Regions from separate parts of the Mus musculus genome. Here region 1 is linked to region 2. Evidence: chromatin contacts called from public Hi-C data. All regions are on one chromosome and are shown on one strand. The core of a region is the stretch at or near the end of the contact, and the rest is flanking DNA. Distances in the headings are between cores, read along the strand shown. Region 1 has its middle 130 kb from the start of Gnaz. Region 2 has its middle 290 kb from the start of Gnaz.

What was found. Hi-C and Micro-C count contacts between places; a contact is called where the count stands out from the background.
Region 1: a Hi-C map of adipose-derived mesenchymal stem cells shows a contact between it and region 2, with 1.9 times the contacts expected there. The contact joins two enhancer-like sites. A contact is called at or near these places in 1 of 15 datasets of contacts at CTCF or cohesin (the NIH/3T3 cell line), 3 of 484 Hi-C or Micro-C datasets (adipose-derived mesenchymal stem cells, macrophages and pancreatic cancer cells) and 1 of 115 datasets of contacts at active chromatin or transcription factors (vascular smooth muscle cells).

The regions. Positions count from the first base shown.
Region 1 is chr10:74,828,954-74,836,130 of GRCm38.p6, reverse strand. No RefSeq gene overlaps it. Among named protein-coding and RNA genes, the nearest start is that of Gnaz, 130 kb to the left of the region's middle. Within about 2 kb of position 1,635, at least 17 of the 459 cell types and tissues checked have an H3K27ac peak or open chromatin away from gene starts, as enhancers often do. A contact at or near this core is called in the NIH/3T3 cell line, adipose-derived mesenchymal stem cells and pancreatic cancer cells, where this site is marked.
Region 2 is chr10:74,676,537-74,683,857 of GRCm38.p6, reverse strand. No RefSeq gene overlaps it. Among named protein-coding and RNA genes, the nearest start is that of Gnaz, 290 kb to the left of the region's middle. Within about 2 kb of position 3,472, at least 62 of the 459 cell types and tissues checked have an H3K27ac peak or open chromatin away from gene starts, as enhancers often do. A contact at or near this core is called in the NIH/3T3 cell line, adipose-derived mesenchymal stem cells and pancreatic cancer cells, where this site is marked.

The DNA of each region.
Region 1 (7,177 bases), core at 386-2,885, 150 kb before region 2:
TAGGATTTATTAAGGGATCATTACGTTGGAATATGTACTGTCACATGAGTAATGAAGGTCATATCTTAGCGTAACGAGGAATCCCGAGAAATGTAAAATAGTCTTTCAGAGAGTTTATGGGATGTCTTCCTCTCAGCCACAACTTTTGTCAGAGCTAGGTTAAAAGTCTAGGTTCAGAGGCAATGGCTTTGCTGTGGACTAAGTGGGCATCATAATACAGATCTCGTGTGCAGTAAGAATGCCTGTGTAAATGCAGACAATGACTGTTTCAGTTTGAGCTTTCAGTCATTTGTTAAATGACCAGTCTACACAGGCTCCATGACAGACTGAGACATTTGACATTTACCAATGTTCAGTAAAGAAATTCCATCTACATGGCTGTTAGTGTGAAATCTAAAACTTGTCAACAGAGTTTAAATATTAAAAAATATGTAAAACTTAACAAGAACACTATTTCAAAAAGCCTAATCACATCACTATCTGGTTTTTATGATTTAGAAAAGCCCCCTAGACAGACAAACCCTCAGGGACAGAAACCAAACCAAAGCCTCTCAATAGTAGCAATAACGTTTCAAGTGATGAAATGTTTCATTAGTGTACAGTCTTTGTGACTCATGTTCACAGAATGCTAGAGCCTAGTAGTTCCTAGCTTATATTTCTCAACTGATTATCAAATGAACCCTTTAATCTAAAAGCCAGGTATTGTTTTGCTTTATTCTGTCAGATAATTCATTTTGAGATAAACAGTAATCTTTCTATATAAAGAGCCAGTGTCTAAATTTTTAAAAAAATATTTTATTCTATTTTAATTGCATATCTATCTCTGTGTACTCATATGTGCAATAAAATAAATGTGTCAACATAGGAAGCTAGGGTTATAGGTGTGGGTGCTGGGGACTAAACTCAGGTCTTCTGTAAGAGCAGATGCTGTAAACCACTGATATAACTCTTAAACTCATTGATTCAAAAATTCAAGATGTATTTGCTGGATGCTGCTGCTAAAACCACATAGCTGCAGGTTGAAGAGTGTAGACAGATCCAACAGACAGTAGATAGGCACAACAAATTTACCCAAATGAATCAAGGACCTAAACATAAGACCAGATATCATGAATCTAATAGAAGACAAAGTAGAGAATACACATGAACTCATTGATATAGGAAAGGTTTTTCTGAATAGGACACTGATAACACAGACCTTAAGACCATCAATAAGTGGGATCTCATGAAGCAAAAAACTTCTGTAAAGAAAAGGACACCATCATGTGATCAAAGAGAGAGCCTACATAAAGAGAAAATATTTACCAGCTATATAACTGACAGAGGGCACCTAAAATATACAAAAAACTCACACATGAACATCAAGAAAACAAATAACCTAATTAAAAAAAAGGTATAGAACCAAAGAGAGAATTGTCAAATGAGGAAATGCAAATGGCTGAGAAACTCTTAAGGAAACTTTCAACATCCTTAATCATCCTGGAAATGCAAATCAAAACGACTTTGAGGTTTCATCTTATCTCAATAAGAATGACTAAGCTAAGACCAATAAAACAAATGGCAGCATGTGCTAGTGAGGATGTGGGGAAAGGAGAACACTCATCCAGTGCTGGTGGGAGTGAAAACTTGTACAGTCACAATGGAATGCAGTGTACTGGTTACTCAGGAAGTCTTAACTAAATCTACACAATCCAGCTCTACAGGACATGCCTTAAATAGATCTACAACACGATCCAGCTCTACCACTCTCAGGAATACACATAAAGGACATCCTACTACTACAGAGAGACACATGCTCATCTATGTTCATTGTTACTCCATTCATAATAACCAGAGATTGGATGCAGCATAGATGTCCATCAGCTGATGGACAGCAACAATGTGTACATTTACATAATGGCATATTATTCAGCTGTTTAGAAAAGTGAAATGGGAAATTCACAGGTAAGTGGGCAGAGCTAGAAGCAGTCATCCCGAGTGAGGTAACCCAGACCCCAAAAGACAAATATCAAGTGTCTTCTCTTATACATCATCAATGCTAGCTTTTATGTTTAGATATGTGTGTTTTGTTCACAACATCCACAGAAGTTAGGTAGCTAGTAAGGGACTATGGAGGAGAAGGAGGGGGACCTTTCAACAAAGAGTAAATCGAATACAATGTTTTAAGAAGGACGGCTAAGTGGGGAGGGGGATGGAAGGATAAGGTGGAGAGGAGATATAACAATAAAAGTCATTTGAAAAGTCATATGGGTTGTTCCGGTCAGTGCCAGCCCTGCGCCACCTTGGGCACGAACTTGGTGGATGGTCCCACGGTCCCCAGAGGACTCTCTATGCCACAGGTGTCCTAGCACACCCAGGATCTTGGGATCACTGGTGAGTGGAACGCAATGTCTGTTCCAAAACAACTGGGAGGGGCTTGGGCCAGCAGGAACAGGGACCCAGGAAATCCGCATAACCAGCGGCTGGGGTTCTTTATGGTCGGAGCCAGCCCTCTGCCACCTTGGGCACAAACTCAGCAGAGGTTCCAAGGTCCCCAGAGGACTCTACGCCAAAATCGCCCTAGCACACCCAGGATCTTAGGATCACTGAGGAGAGTCGGCCTCCAGGAAGGGCTCTGACCCCGGGACTCAGGTGAGAGAGCCATCTTGTATCCTAGGTCTCTCAGAGACCAGTCTGTGCAGGCAGGCCACAGATGCAACAGAGCTTCTTGGACAGGGTCTCTTTGGGCCTTTATCTTCAGCCAAGAGGTGGATCTGAGCTCCAGACCTCTGAGCACCTTCCATGCAAGAGGAGAGCTTGCCCGCAGAGAGTGCTCTGACCACAGGGACTCAGTAGAGAGTTGGAATTCCAGGAGTTCTGACAGAGGTTAACAGAATCACAGGAGGAACAAGCTCCAGCCAGAGACAGAACATCTAACACCAGAGATTACTAGATGGCGAAAGGCAAACGTAAGAATCTTACTAACAGAAACCAAGACCATTCGGCATCATCAGAACCCAGTACGCCCACCACAGTGAGTCCTGAAAATCCCAACATAGCTGAAAAGCAAGATTCAGATTTAAAATCTTATCTCATGTTGCTCGTAGAGGATTTTAAGAAGGGCATTAATAACTCACTTAAAGAAATACAGGAGAACACTGCTAAACAGGTAGAAGCCCTTTAAGATGAAGCACAAAAATCCCTTAAAGAATTACAGGAAAACACTGCTAAACAGGTAGAAGTCCTTAAAGAGGAAGCACAAAAATCCCTTAAAGAATTACAGGAGAACACAACCAAACAGGTGATGGAATTGAACAAAACCATCCAAGATCTAAAAATGGAAGTAGAAACAATAAAGAAGACTGAAAGGGAGACAACTCTGGAGATAGAAATACTAGGAGAGAAATCAGGGACTATAGATGCGAGCATCAGCAACAGAATACAAGAGATGGGAGAGAGAATCTCAGGTGCAGAAGATTCCATAGAGAACATGGACACAACAATCAAAGAAAATGCAAAATGCAAAAAGATCCTAACTCAAAACATCCAGGAAATCTAGGACACAATGAGAAGACCAAACCTACGGATAATAGGTGTAGATGAGAATGAAGATTTTTCAACTTAAAGGGCCAGTAAATAGCTTCAACAAAATTGTAGAAGAAAACTCCCCTAAACTAAAGAAAGAGATGCCCATGAACATACAAGAAGCCTACAGAACTCCAAATAGACTGAGCCAGAAAAGAAATTCCTCCTTACATGTAATAATCAGAACAACAAATGCACCAAATAAAGATAGAATATTAAAAGCTGTAAGGGAAAAAGGTCAAGTAACATATAAAGGCAGACCTATTAGAGTTATAGACTTCTATAATTACAGACTTCTCATCAGAGACTATGAAAGCCAGAAGATTCTGGACAGATGTCATACAGACCCTAAGAGAACACAAATGCCAGACCAGGCTACTATAGCCAGCAAAACTCTCAATTACCATAGATGGAGAAACTAAAGTATTCCATGACAAAACCAAATTCACACAATATCTTTCCAAGAATCCAGCCCTTCAAAGGATAATAAAGGGAAAACTCCAACACAAGGAGGGAAATTACACCCTAGAAAAAGCAAGAAAGTAATCTTTCAACAAACCTAACAGAAGATAGCTGCAAGAACAGAATCCCAATTCTAACATCAAAAGTAACAGGAAGCAACATTATTTTTCCTTAATATCTCTTACTATCAATGGACTCAATTCACCAAAAAAAAAAAAAAGAAAAAAAAGAAAAAAAAAAGACATAGACTAACAGACTGGCTATATAAACAGGACCCAACGTTTTTTTGCATACAAGAAACCTATCTCAGGGACAAAGACAGACACTACCTCAGAGTGAAAGACTGGAAAACAATTTTCCAAGCAAATGGTCTGAAGAAACAAGCTGGAGTAGCCATTCTAATATCGAATAAAATCGACTTCCAACCCAAAGTTATCAAAAAAAGACATGGAGGGGGACTTCATACTCATCAAAGGTAAAATCTTTCAAGATGAACTCTCCAGACACTATTGCATATGCCAGCAAGATTTTCTGACAGGACCCTGATATAGCTGTCTCTTGTGAGGCTATGCCAGTGCCTGGCAAATACAGAAGTGGATGCTCACAGTTATCTATTGGATGGAACACAGGGCCCCCAGTGGAGGAGCTAGAGAAAGTACCCAAGGAGCTGAAGGGGTCTGCAACCCTATAGGAGGAACAACAACATGAACTAGCCAGTACCCCCAGAGCTTGTGTCTCTAGCTGCATATGTAGCAGATGGCCTAGTCGGCCATGATTGGGAGGAGAGGCCCTTGGTTTTGTGAAGATTATAGGCCCCAGTACAGGGGAATGCCAGGGCCAGGAAGTGGGAGTGGGTGGGTTGGGGAGCAGGGTGAGGGTGAGGGTATAGGGGACTTTTGGGATAGCATTTGAAATGTAAACTAAGAAAATATGTAATAAAAAACTAAAAAAACAAAAACAACAAAACAGAAGTCAATAAATTTTAGATCTCAGCTTTATTACATCATGATTAAAAAATAACACTATATTTTCCACTTTAACTTTGTTAAGTAACTAGATTTTATTTTACATAGTTAATATTCTGCATTAATTTTGGCAAAACAGAGAAAATATTTAATAATATCTCATGTTCCATGAGAGAAAAAATTGATGATGGCAGCCAGTTTATACATATTAACATGTTGTAATTGTGTGAATAAATGTAATTAAAAAATTTAAATTACATAATGGGGCATATTTGTAAATATGCATCATCCATATGACAGTATCAAATTCAGTAAACATCCACATTTTATTAGATATTATTTGTCTAAAAATTTAAAGATATATTTTGAATATGTTCAAATAAATATTCAAATTAATATATAATAAAGGTTAAATATTTCCCGAATTTTATTTCTATCATTTTTTTTCAAGCTAGTTATGTGGTTTTAAAAGTACCAATTTTCTACTTTCCAAATTGATCATTTACATTACATGTAAATCCTGTTTTAATCATAATAATGTTATTCATTATTCACAATGTGTTATACATGATTGTCTTGATGTGAGTTGCATTTAGAGTAATGGAAAAATGCAGTCAAACCTGATAAATGAAAACTAGAAGATGTCACTTACCATGTTAGAAAAAGTCACAGCCCCACTAAATGAGTACCCAGTTGTTGACTGTGTTAATTACACTTGCATAGCAATGTTTTATTTCTGTTTTTGTGGCATTGAGCATATATATATATGTATATATATATATGTATGTATGTATATATATGTCATAATCTGGAGATAATTTTTAATTCAGTAACTTTCAATACATGTTCTATGTTTAAGCACATAAATATCATTTTATTTTATTTACCATTATCAGCACTAGGAAGACATATTAGTCTGGTTTTGGTTCAATATGTCATGTAGAACTCTGAAAAAATACATTTTAGAGAGATTAACTGTTTCAAGCATTTGTACTATGCAATACTAAGGGATGAAAAATGGGGATTTGTGTCTCTCATATCAAAACTGGTACTTGTTTCATTTTGTATCTGCTAGACATATGCCTAATATAGAATGCATTTATCTAGAATAGATATAGAATAGTATAGTTAGTAATTTAGAGCACACAATTTTAAGGATTTCAGAAACTTAAGTATTTGTAGTGGTTTGGAAAACTATATGTACATAATAAATATTATTTGGCTGAAAAAAAAGAAAAGTAATATGGATTGTAGAAGCTTTGTAATACACACACACACACACACACACACACACACACATATATGCAAATGTAGTTGCTATGTAATGGGGTAATGGGGTAGACAATCTTCTAATGAGACATCATTATCATGTGCTTTCAAATAAAACACCAGTACCAGGAATGGTTTCATATTTTGAGTCCTTGGCCAAAGGAGTCCCATAACCCTGCCCCCCCAACTTTATAAATTATTGTCAATGCTATTGATTACCTTCCAGAACTTGATAATACGGCCCTATCATGAAGATACCATGTACTTATGTCACTGAATGAGGGTAAATTGAGCTCAACTAGAAGCTTCGTTGCTATTGAGCAGTGTCCACAGTGCTGGAAGATATTCTGCATGCTACGGGTGGAGAAAATAATCATCAGTATCTCCCATCTACAAATAAAGGAAGCTATTAGAGGGAGATGCCTGCAAGTTATACACACTGGTGCAGTAGTGTCACAAACGCCACTGGAGCAACCAACCACTCTTTGCTTATATTTAAGGGCCACTCTCTGAGATGGGGCTCATACCTTCCTTCCATTGTAGATTAGGCCAAGAACATAGAGCATGACCTATGCCAAAACCTGCTACAATTATTCTGCTAAATGAATTCAGCAATAAAATGACACGCAGCACCTTCTGCTATACCTATAGATCAGCGCATCACTGAACTATTATCAGAGGAACTTCTTTTTGCAGTAGATGGGTATTAACAGAGACCAGAGACCCACAGCTGGACAATGCAAAGAGTCAGAAGCTTTGGAGCACTCCGTCCTAAATGGCATGTCTGTATCACACACCTCTCTCTTGAGGCTCAAAGAGCTGCATGGAAGAGGAGAATGTAGGAGCCAGAGGTCATGGATAACTTGGAAGAAACAGCATTTTTAAGACAAGGCTGATGCATATATGAATTTATGAAG
Region 2 (7,321 bases), core at 2,223-4,722:
TAGAGCCAAGTCATGTGCTAAAAGAGATAAGAAGATCAAAAGGAAGTCTTATATGAAACTGAATGAAGGGAAATATGCCTTCATTCTCTTGCCACAGAAGCATCTAAAGTCTGTGGCATTATTTCAGACCCAAATGACAGACTATGGAAAGGACTATTTGAAGGACCATGGTAACCTGAACAAAAATGGATATAAGAACTAAGTTGGTTGGTATACTGCGGGAGGGAGAAAAGAGCTCCCTTATCTTCCATTCTTGGAAAGCTTACCATAGATGTATGGAGTAGGGTACAAAACAGCACGTACAGCAGTGACGGGGGTGGGGGGGTCTGTTGAAGGGGAATTCTAGAAGACTACCTCATTTTTATGTGCCCATGAGATGGGGCTAAACTGAGCTAAATAATGTTATTGTTCACATCAAACTTTAAAGGCGCTGGAACTTCCTGCTTTCAAGTTTTATCCATGCTCTGAAATGGCAAGTGACCCATTGGAGGATGGTTCTTATACAGGGGGAACAGAAATGATGTGTGGCCAAATGGTGGGCTGTAGTTACAATCCCATCTGCAACATTCTTTGCTCTCTTCTTGTGGAGAGCAGAGTTCTTGGTCCCCTTGCCTTGAAGCTGGGTGAGTTTGTGATTGAAATTTTGCAGTGTAGTAGATAAGATACAATGTGAGTAGATAAGATACAATGATAAAATGTGAATTCACATTCTAAGGAGAGAAGTAACAGGGATGTTCAATAAAATGTCAAGTGAGAGCAAGTAACATGCCTAAGAGGAGGCGACAGTGCTGGGAGTGAGCTGAGACAAAAGGCATGCGTCATGACTTTGTTTGACAGCTTGTATGCATATGTGTGTGCATGTGCATGCATGCATTTGTTTGTGAGTGTCTATGTGTGTACATGTGTGTATGTGTGTGCGTGCGTTTGTGTTTGTGTGTCTGTGTGTGTCCAGAGTCTCACTATGACACCCAGTTTGGCTTTGAACTTGCGATCTTCTTTCTTTTTTTTTTTTTTTTTTCCCGTTTTTCGAGACAGGGTTTCTCTGTATAGCCCTGGCTGTCCTGGAACTCACTTTGTAGACTCGAACTCAGAAATCCGCCTGCCTCTGCCTCCTGAGTGCTGAGATTAAAGGCGTGTGCCCACTATGCCCGGCTTGAACTTGCAATCTTCTTGACTCAGCTTCCTGAGATCTGGACCTGCAGGCAGGCTGCCAATCTCAACCCCAGCTTTTGCATGAATCCAACCAAGGCAACGGATGTATCTGAGAAGTGATTTCAATTCTTTTCAGTTAAATGGAAGTGAATTTCACAAGACTCCATGTTTGGTTCTGATTTAGAATTTGCCCCAAATTTGCTCACAGGAGGCTTCTTCATCAGCTATTGGTGCTGTTGAAAAGCAACCAGATGATAACAATAGTAAATTGAGGAGTTCATAACTGAATGAACTACTGGAGGGTGGGACTTGGGTGGAGGAAGTGGGTTACTAGAGACCACTGGAAACATCCACATGTTCTTGACAGTTCTCTTTCCTTCTTCCTCTCTCCCTCTCTCCCTTTCCTGTCTCTCTCTCCCCCTGCCTCCCTGCATCCATCCCTTCCTCCCTTCTAGCTACCTCTTCTGCTCTGTGTTCCCACATTTTGCCTTGCCTCAGAGTCAAAGACATGGAGCTGGTCAGCCATGAAGGGAAACCTGCATCTGTAGGAGAGAACCCCTGAGATGCAGCTTTCATGATCCCTCACTAGTGCTGGGGTGGGCTTTTCTATGACGCAGCTGCCTTGAGTCACCTATGCTCCTGTCCACAACCCCAGCCATCTCTCTGATTCACAGAGCTAGCCTTGGGTAGGACAGAGTTTTTTCTTTTGCGTGATGTGGCTGTTTTCTCTAGGATGAATAAATGTCTGTTCACACTTCTCTGGGAGAAGGCACAAGTTGTGCATTTAAAATCTTTGGAGAAATGAAGAGACACTTCTTTCTTCAGAGATTTCAAATGCCTTTAATATTAGCTAACTATAATGTTCACTGCTGCCTTAGCTTTAGACCATGCTGTTCCCCTCCCCACCCCCGACCCCCGCGAGGGAAGCATTTTATCTTCGAATTCTTCCTATGTGGAACATTCTAGAACTCTAAACTATTACTGTCTCTTCCCCTGCCTCCCTTTCTTTTTCCCTCCCTCCCTCTCTCTCTGAGAGGAAACTTAATTTGTTTCCACATGAAACTTTATTGGTTACAAGTGAGTCACAAAGAAAGTACTGAAAAAAAATCTAGTAGTATTTCTGTACTCCCCGTTATTTGCTACATGTCCAGTAGTTTTTCTTGTGATATTTAACAGGAACTTAATGTTGCAAAGTTTCAGGCTTTAATCCCATTCTACAATTGAAAACCTCTGACTTATAGACAAGTTTTCATTGCAAATTACAAATTACTGTCACGAGTTTCTCTTTCTTTCTTTCTTTCTTTCTTTCTTTCTTTCTTTCTTTCTTTCTTTCTTTCTTTCTTTCTTCCTTCCTTCCTTCCTTCCTTCCTTCCTTCCTTCCTTCCTTTCTTTCTTTCTTTCTTTCTTACAAGTTTCTTATTCATGGTTTACAATAACACTTTCTTTTCAGTGATATGTGCTTTTAAATCCACACATAGAATAAATGTTAACTGCACAGAGAAGAGATTTTTGTAAAATCATTTGGCTAGAAAATCATATGGCTGATTTTTAAATGCCAATAGCAACTGAAATGTGGCAGATATGTCACGAGAATCCCTGTCAGAACCCTGAATCATTCCTCCAGTCATCTGAACCCGACTATAGCTTCAGGATCAGCAAGATGGATGCACCATAATTCACGCCTGGAATCTTCTCCTGGCAGAAGACAAAGGCATCCCCCGAATAATTACAAAGTAAGGTGACTTGCGTTTACACTCACACGGAGGAAGGAAACACTGTTCTCTTTGAGACATCATTCAACACTGAGGACTAGGAATCAGGGAAGGGAGGGTGGGTACTTTCCTCTAAACAAAAACAGATGCACTCTCATGTGCATTTGAGAGCAACTTGGTAGAATAAAAAAAATAAGAAGAAATCCAGGAAGAACAGGGGTGAGGGGTGGGGCACATGACTCAGGCCAGTACTAGAAGGAAGAAATTGTTCACATTCCAGAAACTGTTCCCAACTTCTCTGCAACAGTGTGCTGAAACATTTCAGAGCAGGTTACAGGGCAGTGTGTGTACCTAGATGTAACTGTTCACTGGTTTGCTTTTATTTTTAAATAATGCTCAGAAGAGCTGTGACAGCATGGGCCAAGCTAAGGTAGCATTGTAAACCTTTTTTTTCCCCTCTAAGATTGGGTGGTTGCATGCATTCCTAAAAGAGAGTGAGCAATCTGTAATATTGTATTTTCATTCCCTATTTCATAATGCAGAGTCTTGCAAATTATAACCCAGTGAGTATGCTCTGTTAATCATCAAGTGGGTTGACCTTAGCTTCACCTTCCAGCTGGAAGTCAGAAAACCAAGTCTGCTTTCTTTCAGGCAAGGGGCATGCAGGCTCTTACTTAGCTCATCAGAGAGCTTGGACAGTTCTGTTTTTTCCATTTTAGCTTTATTTCTGCCAGTTGCCACGTGGGTGAGAGACATAACACTGTGGGTTCTGGTTGCCAAAAAAGCAGCAAGGAAAGCTGTGTCTATGATGATTTATATGATATTTTGTGGAAATCAGTTCTGACACTGTGAAGAGATGTGTCTAATAAGCTTCCTAATGCTGTGCCTGAGCCCAGATGCAAAAGGAATGGGCGGAAGCCAGGGAGTCAGGCTACTTCTCGTTCATAACGTTTAGCCTGGGTAAGAACAGCTCCATAGAGCAAGCTATGCCTTTCCCAGTCTAGGTATAGTTAAGGCTGCCTCCACTGGCCATATATGACCTAGATACCCATCAATCAAGGAGATGTTCTGCATTATCACACATACAAGGTACCCATGAACTCCATACCATTATTTGAAAGAACAGGGCTTCCTTAAGATTTTAATTCCTGTAAGTGATAAGAAAAACATCATAGGAAAATACTAAAAACATTATAAGAAACTAGATCTTATTTCTTGTAGTGATTTGGATAGGAATGTCCCCCATAGACTTGTGTGTTTGAATGCTTAGCCCAAAGGGAGTAGCGCTATTAGGATTGTGGCTTTGTTGGAGTAGGTGTGGTCCTAGTAGAGGAAATATGTCACTGTGGAGGTGGACTTTGAGGTTTCCTATGCTCAAGGTATGCCCAGTGTGGCATACAGTCTCCTGCTGCTGCCTGTAGGTTAAGATGTAGATAGAATTTCAATTTGTCATCATTATTATTGTTTCATAAATGATAAGTGGCAATCTAAAATATTATGTTTAACTTATAAATGAATAAACATTAGAAACTTCTTGACATATCATATAGGTATATTTTTCTTCCATATACATTACACTTATATGTATATTGTTGCAGTCATGCCTATACTCCCAGTTACCTGGAAGCCTGAATCAGAAAAATTATGAATTTGAGGTGATCCTGGGCTACGTAAGTGAGACCCTGTCTCACAAAGCATATTGGGGGTTGGAAGTGTAGCTCATATTTGCCTGTCATCCATGAAAGCCAGGATTTGATTGCCCCCTGCTTCAAACTATAGTTTACTCCCCATGCCATATGTAATCAGCTCAGTTCTGGCACTCAAGTGCCCGAGACACTGGCTATATGATGATCAGTCCTTTCCTCAGGCCAATCCCAAGGCTGGTTGCTGTGTAGAGGTGGTTCTGATGCTAAGGTTCTGTTCTCCAATTGGTTCTTGATCCATCAATAAAGATGCCAGTGGCCAATGAGCTGGGTCGAATAGGCAGGACTTCCAGGTCCCTGCAAGCAAGCTAGCAGATGCAGGCGAGAAAGGAAAGGAGTTTTCACCCATGCATTGGAGGGATAAAAGCCAACCAACCATATGATCTCAGGTGAAGTGACCATATGATTCTCCAGAGAGAAGGTTGGTCTGTTGAGCTGGGACTAAAGGTAACTGAGCAACTGAAGCTAGGGCAGGTTGAGAGGCGATGGGCTAAGTATTGGGAAGGGCATGCTAGCTGCGGGAGATTAGTAGTACCCAGCAATTGAGCCAATAAGGCAGGTAGAATTTGAGCAACTGGTGTGTGTGTGTGTGTGTGTTTCATCCTTGGATCCAATATTCCCTGGGCAGGGGCTGGTAGTGCTTGTTCCTGGAGCTTAGAGCAGGGTAGCAAAAGCTACGTGCCACAGAGCTGCTCTGCTGATAACACAGGACCTGAAGGAACTCTTCTAGAATTACCATTGTACTACTATGAGTTTTCAGCCACGGCCACATTTTCCTCTTTATCCCATGATTAAATTCATCCTGTCAGAACATATGCTCCTCATCTTCCTTATCTCGCTAGTTATTTGATATGAAACACTGGCTGAGGAATGCAACCCTTGGGCTTTTTAGCTCACCTTGGTGAAAAGAAATAACACAGATACTATTTTCATAGAGTTCTTTTTTTCTTCTTTAGAAATTGAGAGTCGATTTTTTTCTCATATAAGACACCCCAAGCACAAGTTCTCCCTCCCTCCACTCTTGCCTTCTCCCCCAGATCCACTCTACCTCCATTTCCTCTTCAAAAAAGAGAAGGCCTCCAAGAGATGACGGCTGAACAGGACAAAACAAGATACAATAAGACAAGGTGACAGCCATCCCATAAGGGCTGAACAAGGTCACCCAGTAGGAGGAAAAGAACCTTAAAAGCAGGCAAAAGAGTCAGAGAGACACCTGCTCCGACGTTTAGGAGTCCCACAAAAACACCAAGGTAACAGCCATAACAAATAAGCAGAGGACCTGTTATAGATCTGTGCAGTCTTCATATTTGCTGTTTCAGGCTCTGTGAACCCACGTGCATCCTGTGCATAACCTGACAAGGTCGCCAGGCAACCCACTTGCCCCATGACAGCTGTTGTCATTAGTGATGGCTTAGTTTACCCAACAGCCCAACAACCATCAGTCTTGAAATAGTAGGAACCATGGGGTCAGAAGGGAAAAGGATGCCCCATAGGTAAAACATTCTATATGACTACACATTACAAGAGCAAAGTGCCTTCAAGAGGAGAGGGAAGAACAGAGAAGTTATCAGAAGAAGGGGACCATAAAATAGATGTTGAATTATAATGGATATTAGCAGGAAAATAATTAAAGAAAGACCCTATTGTCTCTGCTCTATTTACAGGTGTTCTTTCCAGTCAATTTGGTTAGCCAACTGAGGCAGCCTTCCTGAGTGTGGCTATCCAAGGTCAGCTTCCTCACTCTCAAACACTCCTGAATCCTTTCCAGGTAGCCAGAGCAGCAATGTTTATGGGAACAGGAGAGCCGTAGCTCAGTTCTTGCCACAACAGTGAAGTGTGTAGTTCAGTCAGAGCTATTCTCGGGGGAGGGGGGGGAAGACTGCTCATCTAAAAGTCAATGGCTTATTATTAATAAAATATATGTTCAGTCCAATTGTTCTCAGCCAAGGAGGCCACACCGCATCAAGAGCCCAAGATATATTTGTCACCACACCTATAAATCTTTCCATCTGCACCAGGCATGCGCTGGGCGCCACTGATAAATAAGCATGTGCAATTCAAGTGGAGAACTCTCCGAGTGTTCTTGGTGAAGGTTAAATGTACTGTGATAAAAACTATAGAGTGAGGGCAAAAATAGGATGATGATGATGGTTCCTGAGGATGGAGTAGGCGATAAGAGCACAAGATTGGACAGAATACACGTTAACATTTTACAGAAAGACCCTTGGTTATAGTGATTCCATGTTAAAGAAAATTCACTGAAAAAGGCAGGAAAAGTGTATTTTTAGAGTACATTTTAAAATGAGGGTGCTTGGAATTATTATGGTTGCTAAAAATATTTGCGTTAGAATTTTGATTAGGTTAGGAGTATGAGGGACTATATCTATGTAGGAACAATGGGCATGTATAAAAGCAAATGACAGTGAATGCACTTTGGTAGGTGGCTGTGTTGGACGGCCACTTCCTGTTAGCAGACACCTCTACCGAGTCAGCAGAAAGGCATCCAGACCCCAAACTCTCTTTCTCTCATTTCAGGGATGTGTATACACTAAACTGTTTAGAAATGTAAACAAATTCTTCCCTTTGAGAAGTTGTGATACCATCCCTTGGGTCCCTGTAACCACCCGTGTGGCTGCTTGTCTCTAGATGCAGCCACTGGATTGCCACATGTCTTGCAGCCTCCAGTCATCAGAAGAATGGAAATAAACTTTTTTCTAATGGGGAGAATTCACAATACACCCTTCTGCCTGGAGC